Linked DNA regions of Gossypium hirsutum: region 1 is linked to region 2. A link is a contact called in public Hi-C data. All regions are on one chromosome and are shown on one strand. Each heading gives the region's core, a stretch centred on a gene start, on an enhancer-like site or on the middle of the called end of the contact. The rest is flanking DNA. Distances are from core to core; before and after follow the strand shown. Region 1 holds the start of LOC107953148 (dnaJ protein homolog). Region 2 holds the start of LOC107956506 (E3 ubiquitin-protein ligase PUB23).

The links. Hi-C and Micro-C count contacts between places; a contact is called where the count stands out from the background.
Region 1: a Hi-C map of leaf shows a contact between it and region 2, with 2.6 times the contacts expected there. The contact joins the promoter of LOC107953148 here to the promoter of LOC107956506 in region 2. A contact is called at or near these places in 2 of 34 Hi-C or Micro-C datasets (both in leaf).

The regions. Positions count from the first base shown.
Region 1 is chrA07:21,709,968-21,716,863 of Gossypium_hirsutum_v2.1, forward strand. It overlaps LOC107953148 (dnaJ protein homolog), which reads left to right and starts at 4,509. Exons shown (of 6, transcript XM_016888386.2): 1 at 4,509-4,883; 2 at 4,989-5,154; 3 at 5,501-5,639; 4 at 5,731-6,007; 5 at 6,098-6,296; 6 at 6,373-6,869. The coding sequence starts at 4,734. The coding sequence ends at 6,692.
Region 2 is chrA07:21,531,861-21,539,177 of Gossypium_hirsutum_v2.1, forward strand. It overlaps LOC107956506 (E3 ubiquitin-protein ligase PUB23), which reads left to right and starts at 4,669. Exons shown (of 1, transcript XM_016892142.2): 1 at 4,669-6,340. The coding sequence starts at 4,898. The coding sequence ends at 6,115.

The sequences.
Region 1 (6,896 bases), core at 3,259-5,758, 180 kb after region 2:
AGGTGTTTGTACACCTGATATGTAATTTGTTTATGTTATTCCTGGTTTGGAATATTGATGTACAAGTTTTTCGAGATGCTATTGCTAGGAGATATGGACTAAAAGTTTTTTATGGTAAAGTGCAGAATTGGAGGAATTTGAATTAATTTTTAAGAGCATACTTTTTTGGGAAAGTTATTCATGATAAATAGTTTTTTTTCATAGGTAGTTATTATCTAGTTGATGTTGGTTACACAAATTGTGAAGGTTTTGTTGTGCTTTTTAGGGGAAAAAATATCATTTGAATGAATGGCATCATGGTCATCAACCAAGTACTCTATAAGAATTTTTCAATATGAAACATGCTTCGGCGCTTAATGTTATTGAAAGATGTTTTGGGTTATTAAAACTTAGATTTTTAGGTTATTAAAACTTAGATGGGGAATACTTAAGAGTCCATTTTATCCTTTGAGGGTGCACAATAAAATCATTATTGCATGTTGCTTGCTCCATATTTTATTTGAACCTTATTTTATTTGAACCTATATGAGTCTTGATCCTATTGAAGCAGAGTTGACAGAAGGATTACCTAGTAATGTGATAGAGAACGATGAACCGAATATCGTAAATATTCATCCATTGGATGCATGGGCTACTTGGAGGATGGAATTAGCCAACTAAATGTTCTATGAATGGAAAGCATCTAGAAATTGGTTAGGTTTATTAAAATATAGTAGAATGTTAATTTATTTATGTTATTTCATGTATCTAGTTTATGAAACTTTGGTGTTGTCTGTATTGTCTTTATGTATTGTACTAAACTTGTTGAATTACAACTTTAATTTTTTTTGATTCTTTATGTGTTATAATTTTATAAAGTGTCTACCTTCTGATTCATAATATCGAACTTAATTTTAATTTGCATTTTTCTTATGATAGTTATTTTAGGCTTTTCACAACCAAATGCAACTTCTTCCCAAAATTTTTGAGGAACCAAAAGGCAATGAGTTCTAAAAGAAGATGCTGTGTTGGTTGTCTGTATGGTCGACTTGCAAAATGTTAGAACTTTTAACGCAAACACGAGATTCAAGGCTGATTAATTAAATAAGCTAGAAAGAATGTTAGAAAAAATTTTACCTCATGCTATGCTGAAGGCTAGTCCTAATCTTAAATTGAGGATTAGGATATTGAAAAAGGAATGGGTAATCTTTTGTGACATGCTCAGAGGAAAAAAACAATAGCAGATTTGGTCGGAAAGAGCATAGGCAGATGGTTATTGCTAAAGATGTTGCGTGGAACTCATATATAAGTGTAAGAATTAGTTACCGTCTTTATTATCTTGTTTTGACCAAACTTATATCTAATGTAGGTTCCTTCTTTTTTATAGAGTCATAAAGAAGTCGATCAATTCAGATATCACAGTTTCCATTATTATGACCAACTTACTTCCATATACGCAAAAGATCGAGCCACTGAGAAAGATGTTCAAATAGTTGTTGATACTATTGAAGAAATAGATGTTAAGGATGTAGCTACTACAAAAAATCCTAAAGAATGATGCAATTACCATGGATGCGAAGCTTATGTCTCCTTGAATAAGATGGATGTCTCGGTTACACAATCGCAACCGTCGGAGTCAAATCAAGATGATTCCACATTTTCAACAAAGAAAAAAATATTTATGATGTAAGTGAATAAACTTCTTCTACTTCACTTGTTGATGTTGCCACATTATTGGGGAAAAATATACAGAAGTAGGAGCATTGCCTCCAAAGTGCTAATTCAAGAGAAGTAGGGAATGCTCATTCAAGAAAATGCCCAAAAATTATATATGGCCTTATGTGATGTAGAAGGACTAATTGAGGATGAGCGCTTTCAAACGTTGAGCAAAATTCCAAATTATCCAACGCAAATGCTCGTTTCTTAAGTCTAACTTCTTCTGTATGATCGGAATGGGTGAGAAAATTTATTTCTACCCATTAAAAATCATGATTGTGTTGGTGGTGTTTTGGTAACTTTTTGTATATATAATATTTGGATAGTATAATGACATGATAGAATGCCACATAGTGTTATAACTTTTTGATGACATATAGATTATGGCATATAAGTTAATGACATCATGTAACCTTTTGTTAATGTATTAACATTATATTTGGATGTCAAATATAATTCTCCAACTATTTATTACTTCTAATCTTTTGTTTTTTAGTTTAGAGGATAATTAAATTATTTGTTTCGCTAATGATATTCTAGCACATTAAATATGCATTGCAGTTTAAAAATAATAAAGCATGTTTTATATTATTTTTCTAATATTATATATTTTTATTTTTATTAATTCATATTTTAATAATAATTATGTTGAGAATGTTATTAAATTTTATTTAATAATTATATTAAAATATGATTAAATTATTTATTATTTTTATTAAATTATATTTAATAATAATCCTATTAAAATTTAATAGCAATAACAATAATCATCTACTTAAAAGAAAATTCTACTAAGGGTACTCTGGTCATTTCAACTTTTTTGCTTATGTTATTACAACATATATTTCATTCAATCAAACATATATTTCATTCAATCAAACATAAGAATACTATTACAGTTTTATTCCATTCCAATCCATTCAACCATACAATTTAATTACTGATTACGGCTCTATTCCATTACAACTTCATTTTATTGTATTGAACCAAATGTAGTGCAAGAGATTCTCCAAATTTTTTTCAACCTAAAACTTGTATCACACAATGAAAAGAAAAAAAAAGAAGAGAGGAAATATTGGGTGTTGTGCTCTTTATTTTAGTGAAGTAGATTAAATCTTGAATCTAAAGTTTAGATTTATTCATTTTGATCTAAGGGTTAAAAACAATTTGATTCTCAATTTAAAAGCTATCGCTGTAATTGCTTCATAAGAAGTATTTATTTTTTGTCAAATGATTAGAAGTAATTTAGTTTCTAAAAAAATAAAATAAATCAATTTAATTTATTTAATTAAGTTAAAAAATTACAAAATATCTTTATATTATTCGAGTGTAGTTTATTGGTTTAATTTAAAAACAATAAATAATTTGTATAGGTGATATTTGATCTTATAATATTTACATCAATAAAATTTTACCACTCAACTAAAATTTTTATTTTTATTTTCAAGTTTTTACTTATTTATTTATACTTCTAAAGCAGAAAAATCAAAGAAAATAATTTTTCTTTTTCTTTTCTTTTGGTCTCTTCGGTTTTTCAAATATGGAAATACCATATCTTATGAAACGAGGTTCTCACTCTAAAAATATAATTTTATTTAAAATAAATTCATTTTTTCAAACAACAAACGTAAGTGGATATCCAAATATCAATTCTAATTCATGTGAAAATTTTTAAAAAGTATTTAAAATTGATTTTAAGTTAATTAAAGCAAAAATTAAACAAAATCTAATTTAAGATAGAAAAGGCCCTATTTCCCTTCCACTTTCAAAATTAAATTAATACCAATTTAATTTCCCATCCAGAAAAGGAAAGTCATGGCCCTTCATAATTTTGAAGCTCATCGGCTGCTCAAAGTGAAAGGGAGGGATGGCCGTATATTAGTGATAACCAAAAATGATTGGGCGAATCCTCGACATAAGCAAAGATTTGATGCTTTTCTTTTATCCACATAATTACTAAGCCCCCTCCTTTCCCAGTGCTATCTATACCCTCGTACAGTAGTCAAAACCTAGCTTTCCGGCCACCTTGATACATATGGGAACACATAGACGCTATACCCTTGGGTTAATTTCATGCATTCATAAAATATCCGGAACTAACCCATGCCTCGTATATTCTAACATAAGACTCTCATTGGTCTCCAGCAGGCTCTTGCAAGCCAGCCTGCCAAAGCCTATAATCTGACACACAGTGTAATGGATGCATGCTTCAATGACTTGTGGTACCAGGTTGCCATCTTGTAGTGACCAGCATAGGGTTGATCCCCATCTGTTGGGTGGTAGAAACGATTCCAATTGTTTGCTGGCTTGGCCTAGGATCCTGCATACTAAGTCCTTGTATTCGTGCTCTGATCGTGACTTGAATGGATGGAGGATGGCTCATTTTAGATATTTGATAAATTTTATTACTTTATTCTAATTTATTTCTATTTCTAAATCATATTATATTTAAGAAGAATTATTTTCTATAAAAGTTAAATTAAAGCTGTGATAAATTTTAAGTATTATAAATTCTTTTATCAAATTTATTATTAAAGTATTTTATTGAGTTGGGTTCACTCTTAATCGAATCACTAATTTAATTATAAAATTATAGAAATATTTTTTTAAAAAAATTGTAATTAATATTATTATCACAATTTTACTTCTAATATTTTTATTTTATGTTTAAATAAAAAATAAAAAAGTTAATGACTGTTTAATAATATTAAATTTTAAATTCCTTTATCACTCACTCCATCTATGAATAAAATTTAAAATATTTGTTAAAGAAATGGTAAAGGTTGTAGAGACTTGGAAACAAGAAAAGGGATGCCAAATCTCAATAGTCCACATTAAACAATCTGGTCGTATAAAAGGGAGTCCATCCCAATTACGTCGGAACCACGCCATTTTGATTTATTCTTTTCTTCTTTTCCTGGTTCAGGGCTTTCTGTTGTGTTATTATTCTCTCTCTCCCCCGAAATAAAGTGAATAAGAAAGTTGTTTTGATACACTAGACTGCTGAAAACAAAAAAAACAAAAAAAGATAAAAAAAGATGTTTGGAAGAGCACCCAAGAAGAGTGATAATACGAGGTACTATGAGATTCTGGGTGTTTCCAAGAATGCTTCCCACGATGATTTAAAGAAAGCTTATAAAAAAGCCGCCATTAAAAACCATCCAGACAAAGGTGGTGATCCTGAAAAGGTACAATCTTTGCTTCTTGTTTTTTTCTGGTTAATTGTGGGTGTAATCGTTTTATCGCTAATTTTGCTTGCTGGGTTTGTTTTTTGTGTTTTGGTTGATTGGCAGTTTAAAGAGTTAGCTCAAGCTTATGAGGTTTTGAGTGATCCTGAGAAACGTGAGATATATGATCAGTACGGTGAGGATGCTCTCAAGGAAGGAATGGGTGGTGGAGCCGCGGCTCATGACCCCTTTGATATATTTTCATCCTTCTTCGGTGGTAGTCCCTTTGGAGGTGAGGATTAGTTTAAAATAGGGTTATTTGAGTATTACTTTCCTTCCGTTCTGGAATGTCTTCTTGGGTTTAAGGATATAGTCGATTTTATTTTTCTTATTTAGAGGATTCTGACTGAAGAATAGGCTCCGGTATTTGAAACCATTGTTATGTTGTTTAATGTTGGATTGTCTTTTAGGAGCATAATCACTTTCGTTCTAAATTTAACACTTGAATATCGGCTTGTTTGATGACTTGGTGCTATACTGATAAATGGTTGAGAAATTTGATAATTGTATGGTTTTTGTGGGGTAGAATTTTATGGAGATTAGGATGATTGCATCATGGTGTTATTGTGGATAACCAGGTGCTAGCAGTCGAGGAAGGAGACAGAGACGGGGAGAGGATGTAGTTCATCCCCTGAAGGTGTCTCTGGAGGATCTTTACCTTGGGACCTCAAAGAAGCTTTCACTTTCCCGCAATGTGATATGCTCCAAGTGCAGTGGGTAAGTTAATAGTTTTCTTCTTTCCTTTTTTCCCCTATGTTTGGAACTGTTGGTAGTATTTGCTTACATGTAATTGTGTTATTTATTACAGCAAGGGTTCGAAATCTGGAGCTTCAATGCAATGCCCTGGTTGCCAGGGTTCTGGTATGAAGATTTCAGTCAGGCACCTTGGTCCTTCCATGATTCAGCAAATGCAACATCCTTGCAATGAATGCAAGGGTACGGGTGAGACGATAAATGACAAGGACCGCTGCCCTCAGTGTAAAGGTGAGAAGGTTGTTCAGGAGAAGAAAGTGCTGGAAGTCATTGTAGAAAAGGGTATGCAGAACGGACAGAAGATTACGTTCCCAGGCGAAGCTGATGAGGCTGTATGTTTTATGATTCAATAATTAGTCTAGTATATGCACCGTAACATGGGGCCTAACTGATTTTTTATTGATGTTTGGTGTGCTCTGCAGCCCGATACCATTACAGGGGACATAGTCTTTGTCCTTCAGCAGAAAGACCATCCAAAATTCAAGAGAAAGGGAGAAGACCTGTTTGTGGAACATACATTGGCTCTAACTGAAGCTTTGTGTGGCTTCCAGTTTGTGGTTACCCATCTTGATGGTCGACAACTTCTAATCAAGTCGATTCCTGGAGAGGTTGTTAAGCCTGGTAAGTAGTCGGGGACATTTAAGGCTTTCTTATTTTGCATTGCTTGGTTTTTAACTTGTGTAACATTTTATCCCAGATTCATTTAAGGCAATCAATGATGAGGGGATGCCCCTGTACCAGAGGTCATTCATCAAGGGCAAAATGTACATTCACTTCACCGTTGAATTCCCTGATTCATTGAACCCTGATCAGATTAAGGCACTTGAGGCTATTCTGCCGCCAAAACCAACATCTCATTTGACTGATATGGAGCTAGATGAGTGTGAGGAGACCACGCTACACGATGTGAACATTGAAGAGGAGATGAGGAGGAAGCAGCAGGTAGCTCAGGAAGCCTATGATGAAGATGAGGATACGCATGGTGGTGCCCAGAGAGTGCAATGTGCTCAACAGTAATGAATTGGAGCTGAGTTTGAGTAGTATTCGTATTCCTAGGTTTATGGAAGCTGATCTTCACAGTAACATAACTGGGACTGTATGGTTTTTTTTTGCAAGTCTGCTCTGTTGCAGTCCGGAAGTGTTCTTTGTTTACCAGACAATTTTTATAGAAAATGTCGATTTCTCTGTAGGCTATTTATTTATTTTCAATTAATGTTTTCT
Region 2 (7,317 bases), core at 3,419-5,918:
TTTAGTCCTTAAAATCGAAATTGCTATACTTTAAAATTTGATCTTCAATTTCAAAAATGACCTCAATTTCATCCTTCTATATCCCTATATTATCAATAATTACAAAATTTTCATACCAATTTTAAAATATTTACACTTTAGCCCCTATGTTCAAAACTAACAAATTTTACTTTACAAATTAGTACTTTTTTTTTCATTTCTAAGCTTAAAATCTAATAATTTAGTACCAAAAACTTCAAGAAATCATCAATGAATTTTTTACAAAATAGTACACGGGTTAGCTAAATCAAGCTCATGGGAACTTAAAACATAAAAATTACAAGAAAAATACTAAATCGAACTTACCAATTAAGGGACCTAAGCTTAAAAATCGGTCAATTCTCTCTTCTTCAACAATGGGGTCTCGATGCATGAAAATAAAAAATGGGAAATGTTTTCTTTCTTTTCGTGTTTTATGTTTCTTTTTATTATTTTTATTTTATAACTTTAATATAATTATAATTTAAATATTATTTATAAAATTTATTAAACCAGTCGTGCACTAACATTTTAAAATGGATTAATTACCATTTTAGGCCCTATTTTAAATTACTTTATAAGTTCTTAAGCATTTGAAATATATAGCGATTAATTATTACTACTTTTATAATTTAGTCATTGTACCTTAATTAACTACATGATTGAAAAAACTAAAGAACAAAAAATTTAATTAAACCTTATACTAACCTCGTAAATATTTAATAATAATATTTACGGGCTCACTCGTTAGAAATCTGGTTTCGGAACCACCATTTTCAACACTATTGAGAAACAGGTTGTTACATGAATGTTATTGTCAAAATGTTTATATTACAAATCTTGACTTCCAGATTCGAAAATCTTAAAATGAATGAAGATGAAACTATTTAAAATTTCTATACTAGTTGTGACATATTTAATGTGGCGTTTTGTCTTGGTAAATGTTTTTCTGATTTGAAATTGGTGAGAAAAGTTCCGATGTTACTGCTAACACGTTTTGTTATCAAGGTCACAGCAATAGAAGAAGCCAAAGATATCACCACTCTTAAATTGGATGAGTTGGTTGGTTTATTTAAAACCTTTGAGCTAAATCTAGAAAAGCAAAGCGTGGAAATTAATACCTAATTAGATAAGAAAATTGACTAAGGAGGCTACTAATAAGATCAATGAGAAATTAGCCTTGCTCAAAAGAGCATGAAGAAACCCTCTAAAAAGGGAACAAAATTAGTTTCTGGTGGAACAATAAAGACTCATATGAAGAGGGAGAATTCAGAACCAAAGAAAATGGTTGTTCAATGTTTTAAATGCAAAGGTCATGGTCATATCCAGTATGAATATGCTAATACCAACAAGAAGAAGAATTCTATTGCTATCACTCGGAGTGATGGAGAAAATAGTTCTGATATGGATGAAGATTTGGGAAACTATGTAGCTTTTCCAACTTGTTCAAACACCTTTTTAGACAGCGTATGAAACTTCTAAAGAATCTGACTGTGACATTGGTACTCCTGAAAATGCATATTTCCAAATGATTAAAATTTGGAAATTGTGTGTTTGATGAATGATGATTTGAGAGGAAGTGTGTATCTTCAAGGATGAGAATCAAAAGTTCAAAATGAAAGTGCAATAATGGATTTTATAAATGTTGATCTCAAAAAGGCTAATGAGATGCTTGACAAAACTATTAAAGAAAGTGATTAGTCATTTGTTGTTGTATGACCTAAACTTGGTCATGATGAACATAGTCAAAAAAACCTATCTCCTATGAATTTTGTTAAATCTAAAGGATGGTCGCTACTTCTTCTTTTGAGACAAGTGACAGAAAACTAGAGATATATTTGTTTTTATTGCAGAAAGGCCGAGCATATTAAATTTCATTGTTACAAGCTAATGAAAGATCAAAAATGGAGAAAAACAATGATTTTTCAATCTAATATTGCAAAACTGAATAGAACATCACTTAAATAGCGATTTGTTTGCAACAAAATGAAATTGAAGAATAAAACAAAGAGAATGATTTGTCATTACTATGGAAAGGTTGGCCATATTAGGCCTTATTGTTTCAAGTTCCAAAATGGCTTCTGGAAAGTTAAATCCAGTACAATAATTGTTCAAACAATCGTTAAGATAGGTAGAAGAACAAGACAATTTGGTGTGAAGTCCACATTTGAGCTTTAAATATCATCAAGTTACTGATGCTCAAGTGAAGCATGAGGTTGTAATTCACGTTAATCATATTGAGGATATTTCAAAGGTCAAACATACTCCATCTTGTGGAAAAAGATACTTATTGTTCCACGAGTTATAACCCTTGCTATTGAAAAGGTATCATCTTATCCCCTTAAATAAACTTAAGGCAAAACAAATAAGGGGAGCATAGAGTAAGAGGGAGTAAGTTTGTTGATTTTGGTATGGTATGGTTCATGTTTATGTTGACTATGGTTCATGCATTTGAGATTATTTAACTTGGTGGCTATTTTTTTAGCACGCATCCATTTTTGGTGATTGGAAGTACATGTAGATGAACTTATTTTCACGTGAAGTTGGGTTGAGGCTCATTACTTTTTGAAAGAAAATGTTGAACTGAAATAAACATAGATGTTTAAACTCATGTTTGAACAAAGAATGGAATAGAACATAACTAATAGGGGGATTCTTTTAGCCTTTTGACAAAAAGGGGGAGATAAGTTGATAGTTGCTTGTTGTTGATTTTTGCTAATGTTGCTGTATTTTTTAAGGAGAGCTTGTTGGTTTATCCTTGTTGTTGGCTTTTATGATTTTGCTACTATAGTGTCATGTTTTAGGGGGAAGTTAATTTGTGCTCTTGTATGAGCAATGTTGGTGTATTGGACGTCATTTGTTATGAGTTATGTTGATTTGTTTTTGGTATCTCATATGTTTATATGGCATGATAATATAGGCGGAGTTCTAATCATTTGCTTATGTTCTGTCAAAAAGCCAAAAAGGGAGATTGTTAGGACCAAGGTTGTCCATGGCTAAATTGACTCTTTTTCAAACACTTGTTTGAACACTGCATGTTTAAACAATTATTTAGGCAACTGTTTAGACAAGACCTTGGGACAACTTATGTGAAATGTTGGCTTTTTTACTTGGGCCTTCACAAGTGTTTTCTCCATAAGCAAAAGAGTCCCTGAATGTGTTTTATTTCATCCCAAACGATAGTGGTCAAATTTGGATGATTGAAGGGACTATGAGATCTTATCCCATAAGACTTACACTTATTCTTCAAGTTATTTATTTGGTGATTTATCAATTGTTTTTACTTGGTTGATAAGGATTTATTTTGCGATAATTATTGGAAAAATATATTTAGATTATAATTAAGGGTTTTATCTTATCAAAACTACTTGGCGAAGCTATAGATTTTGGCGAGCAATTTGGTGGTTGTTGTGCTGTTCATATGAGAGTGCCTTTTTTTAGTTGTTTTGGCGAGCTATTTGTGTATCATTTACTTGGTATTTTGGACTCTTGTGTTAAGCTTGTTATTGGATAATTTTACTAATTGCATTGTAAAGTCATTTGGGTTGAGTGACTTGTAATAATTGGGTTCATTATTGGGGCTACAATTACTTCTTTGTATAATGGTAGATTGGGCTTTAACTAATACGTGATCCGGAAGATTGTTGAATAAGAACCATTCAGTAAGTGAAGCCCTGTAGAGTAGATTTGTGAATCTGGATTGCATTAACAAATTTGTATTTATTTCTCCCCTCCTCTTATTTAATTAATACTTGTGTTCTGTTCGAACTTGTGTTCAAATATTTGTTTGAGTAGCTATTGTTTGAACACATGTCTGACCATTTGTCTGAACATTGAATCAGACAGAGAGCAAACCGAGGTTCTTATAATGTTCAAAAACCAAGAGTATCACACTGCAAATCTTTGAGTGTGTGGAATAAGGTCACTAATGATGTTATGGGAGTCTAATATTTAAGAGTATCCTTACTTATTTTAGAAAAGAATATATAATTTACATTTTATGTATTAATAATATCTGTTTATATAACTGAATCAAATAACATTATTCCATTTAAAAATTTATTTATATTTATAGTCTTTTAATTTTTTAATAAAATGATATATAACCTAATTAACCTTTTTTTATTATTATTATCTAATTACATTATCAAGACGTTATTATATATGGTTTTGGTTTGGTATTTTCTCTTTTTCCTCAAAAGTCCCATTGCCCCAAGTTGTGCGGCCTACAAATTTTGCCCTGATCTTACCTACTTTGAATTGAATTTTTAAAAGCATAATAATCCATAGTTTACTACTCATACACCCGGCATCTAGGAGTTTTTATGGGGCAGGCCAGGACCACCATTGCCTTTTCTTAGCGTGAAGCATACAGCCTGACCAATAAACCATTGCCAACTGGTGGTGGTCAATTACCAGCCCCAAGAAACTTCTAACCAATGTGATTTGTATTATTCCTCTTGCTTTGACCATTGAAGCCCTCACACGCGAATCTATGACCGGTAAAACAAGAAAATAGTAGAACCAGCTGAATATAGATAAAACATTAGTTTTGGTTTTTTAGGGTTGTAAATACTATACGTGTAACAAAACATTTGTTCTTTTTAGTAAAATATTAGAATTGAAATTCTAAACTTTGTTGCATGCTACATTAATTAAACCCAAGTACACAAATTAGAACACATTTAAGAATACTCGGAATTCTCCTTTGCTTACAAATTGTCTAAATGTTTTAGTCTTCCAATCCATCGCAATTAAATATGTACAATGTAAGTCTCTTTTTCATATCATTGTGGCCTGACTAATCAGTTTTGTATACATCTCTGTATTTCTTAAGCAAACTCGGCAATTTTCAGCATCTTAGAATTTGAGCTAATCAATGGATGAAATAGAAATACCTCAATATTTCATCTGTCCAATATCACTGCAAATCATGAAGGACCCTGTTACAGCGGTTACAGGCATCACTTACGACAGGGAAAGCATAGAGCAATGGTTGAAGACTTCAAAGGACACGACCTGCCCCGTTACCAAGCAGGCTTTGCCATCGGATTCTGATTTAACACCCAACCACACGCTGTGGCGGCTGATTCAGGCATGGTCTGCAGCAAATGCAAGTAATGGCATGGATTTAGTTCCCACACCCAAAACTCCTGTCAGCAAGAGCCGTGTTGTTAAACTCATTCGTGACTTTGGGGTCCCTAGTTTGTATATGAACGCTTTGAAGAAAATGGAAGTCCTTGCCAAGGACAATGAGAGGAACCGGAAATGTCTGGAGGAAGCAGGTGTCCCGAAGGCTGTAATTTTGTTATTAATCACATGTCACAGACAAGGTAAAATTAGCTGTCTTGAACAAGCTTTGAGGATTCTGCATCTTATTTGGACACCATGTAGTGAAATCAAGGCTCTTGTAAATCAAAATTGCGATTTCATAGACTGTTTGACATGGATTCTTTTGTGTGAGACTGAGAATCCTGTTATTGTCAGGACTCATGTAATGGTAATCTTGAAAAGGGTGATTGAAGTCACTAATTCAAGGTTGTTGGAGAAGTTGAAACCCGAATTCTTCAAACAAATGTTACGGGTACTGAAATCCAAAACCTCTCAACAAGCTACCAAATCCGCCTTGCACATCTTGATCCAAACATGTCTTTGGGGAAGAAACAAATCCAAAATGATGGAAGCCAATGTGATTTTCGAGCTCATCGAATTTGAGCTGGAGAAACCCGAAAAGCATGTCACGGAACTGATCATCAATCTCTTGGCACATCTCTGTTCATGTGCCGATGGAAGAGCTCAATTTCTAGGCCACGCCGGGAGCATAGCCATGGTGGCTAAAAGGATCCTAAGAGTCTCTCCGGCGACAGATGATCGAGCTGTTCAAATACTTAAATCAATCTCCAAATATGCTGCAACAAATCATGTACTTGTAGAGATGTTGAAGGTTGGGGCAGTAACAAAGCTTTGCATGGTAATGCAAGCAGATTGTGCCGCATATGTCAAAGAGAAAGCCAGAGGAATCCTTAGATTACACTCCACCTTATGGAATGGTTCTCCCTGTATTGCTGTTTATCTGTTAACCAGGTACCAAAGGTAACCCCGGTCACAAATTTATTAAGTAGTTCAGTTTTAAGTTGAAAGATTATGATAAAGAGTGATCAATAATCAAATACCATTGCCTTTTAAATGTTTATAGGAAAATTTATGATATTTGGTTGTGTTTTAGTGAGAATAGTTGCCTTGGAAAATATCAATTCGATATTTGGTTACTCATGGACCTTTATTATTGTAATAATTTAAAAAGATGAACAAAAGAGAATGCTAAAGGAGCATTTTTCAATAAAATTATAAATTTATTGTTATTACTAGTCTGCTTTTGTCGGTGATTTTATAATTTTTTTGTTTATAAAGAAGTTTCATTAAAATTAAATTAAATTAAAAAAAAAGACCACGTGAAACACACGGGGGAGTGGAAGAAAGTAAAAAGTGAGTTTGATGAGATGAAAATTGGTAGGGAATTTCCGCAATCAAAGGTTAATTGCTGGAAAATGACTTTGGAAAGGAAAACAAATAAAACGTGGTGTTTTTCAAGTTGGAGTGGTGCAGGGCAAAATTGGGTGTTTATCATTTCCTTGTTTTATAATTATATTAAATTAGTCCCTAACAGACATTGAATTATTTTAATGAATGCAGTAAATAGGAAAATAGATTGAATTTGGGTATTTTCTCAAATTTGAGCTTTCAGATTCTACGGGTTTTGGGATTAGTCTGATGGTAAAATTTCCAACTCAATGCTTTAAAATCCATATAATTTTTTATCTTAAAATATTCAAGTCATTAAATTAAAAAAGGCTTTTTTAAAATTCTCCCCACTAAATTACTTCATTTAATAATATAGAAATTAATTTAATACATTCATCAATATATTCATTTCGTTTTTTTTTGTTAATATTGAAAATTAAGCATTAATATATTTTAAAATGTTAAATTTATTTTTATTTTTTTAAAATAATTAAAATATAAATAAAACAAAGTAAAATAAAGCAATTGGCAAACAATTAAATACAAAATAGGCTTATTGAGCAAATTGCCCCTAAAGTATTTCAGGACTGAAAGTTTGTTTCCTTTACACGGTTTACCCCCAAAAGTTAACACTGTAAACCGGCCGCCTCTTCTAGCCAGTCGAAAGACGCCACGAGGCGCATTTCGGTAAAACTTAAAAATTAACAAAAAAATCATAAAATTTGTAAAAAAAAATATTGCTAGAAATGTAAAATTCATAAAAATATATATAATGTA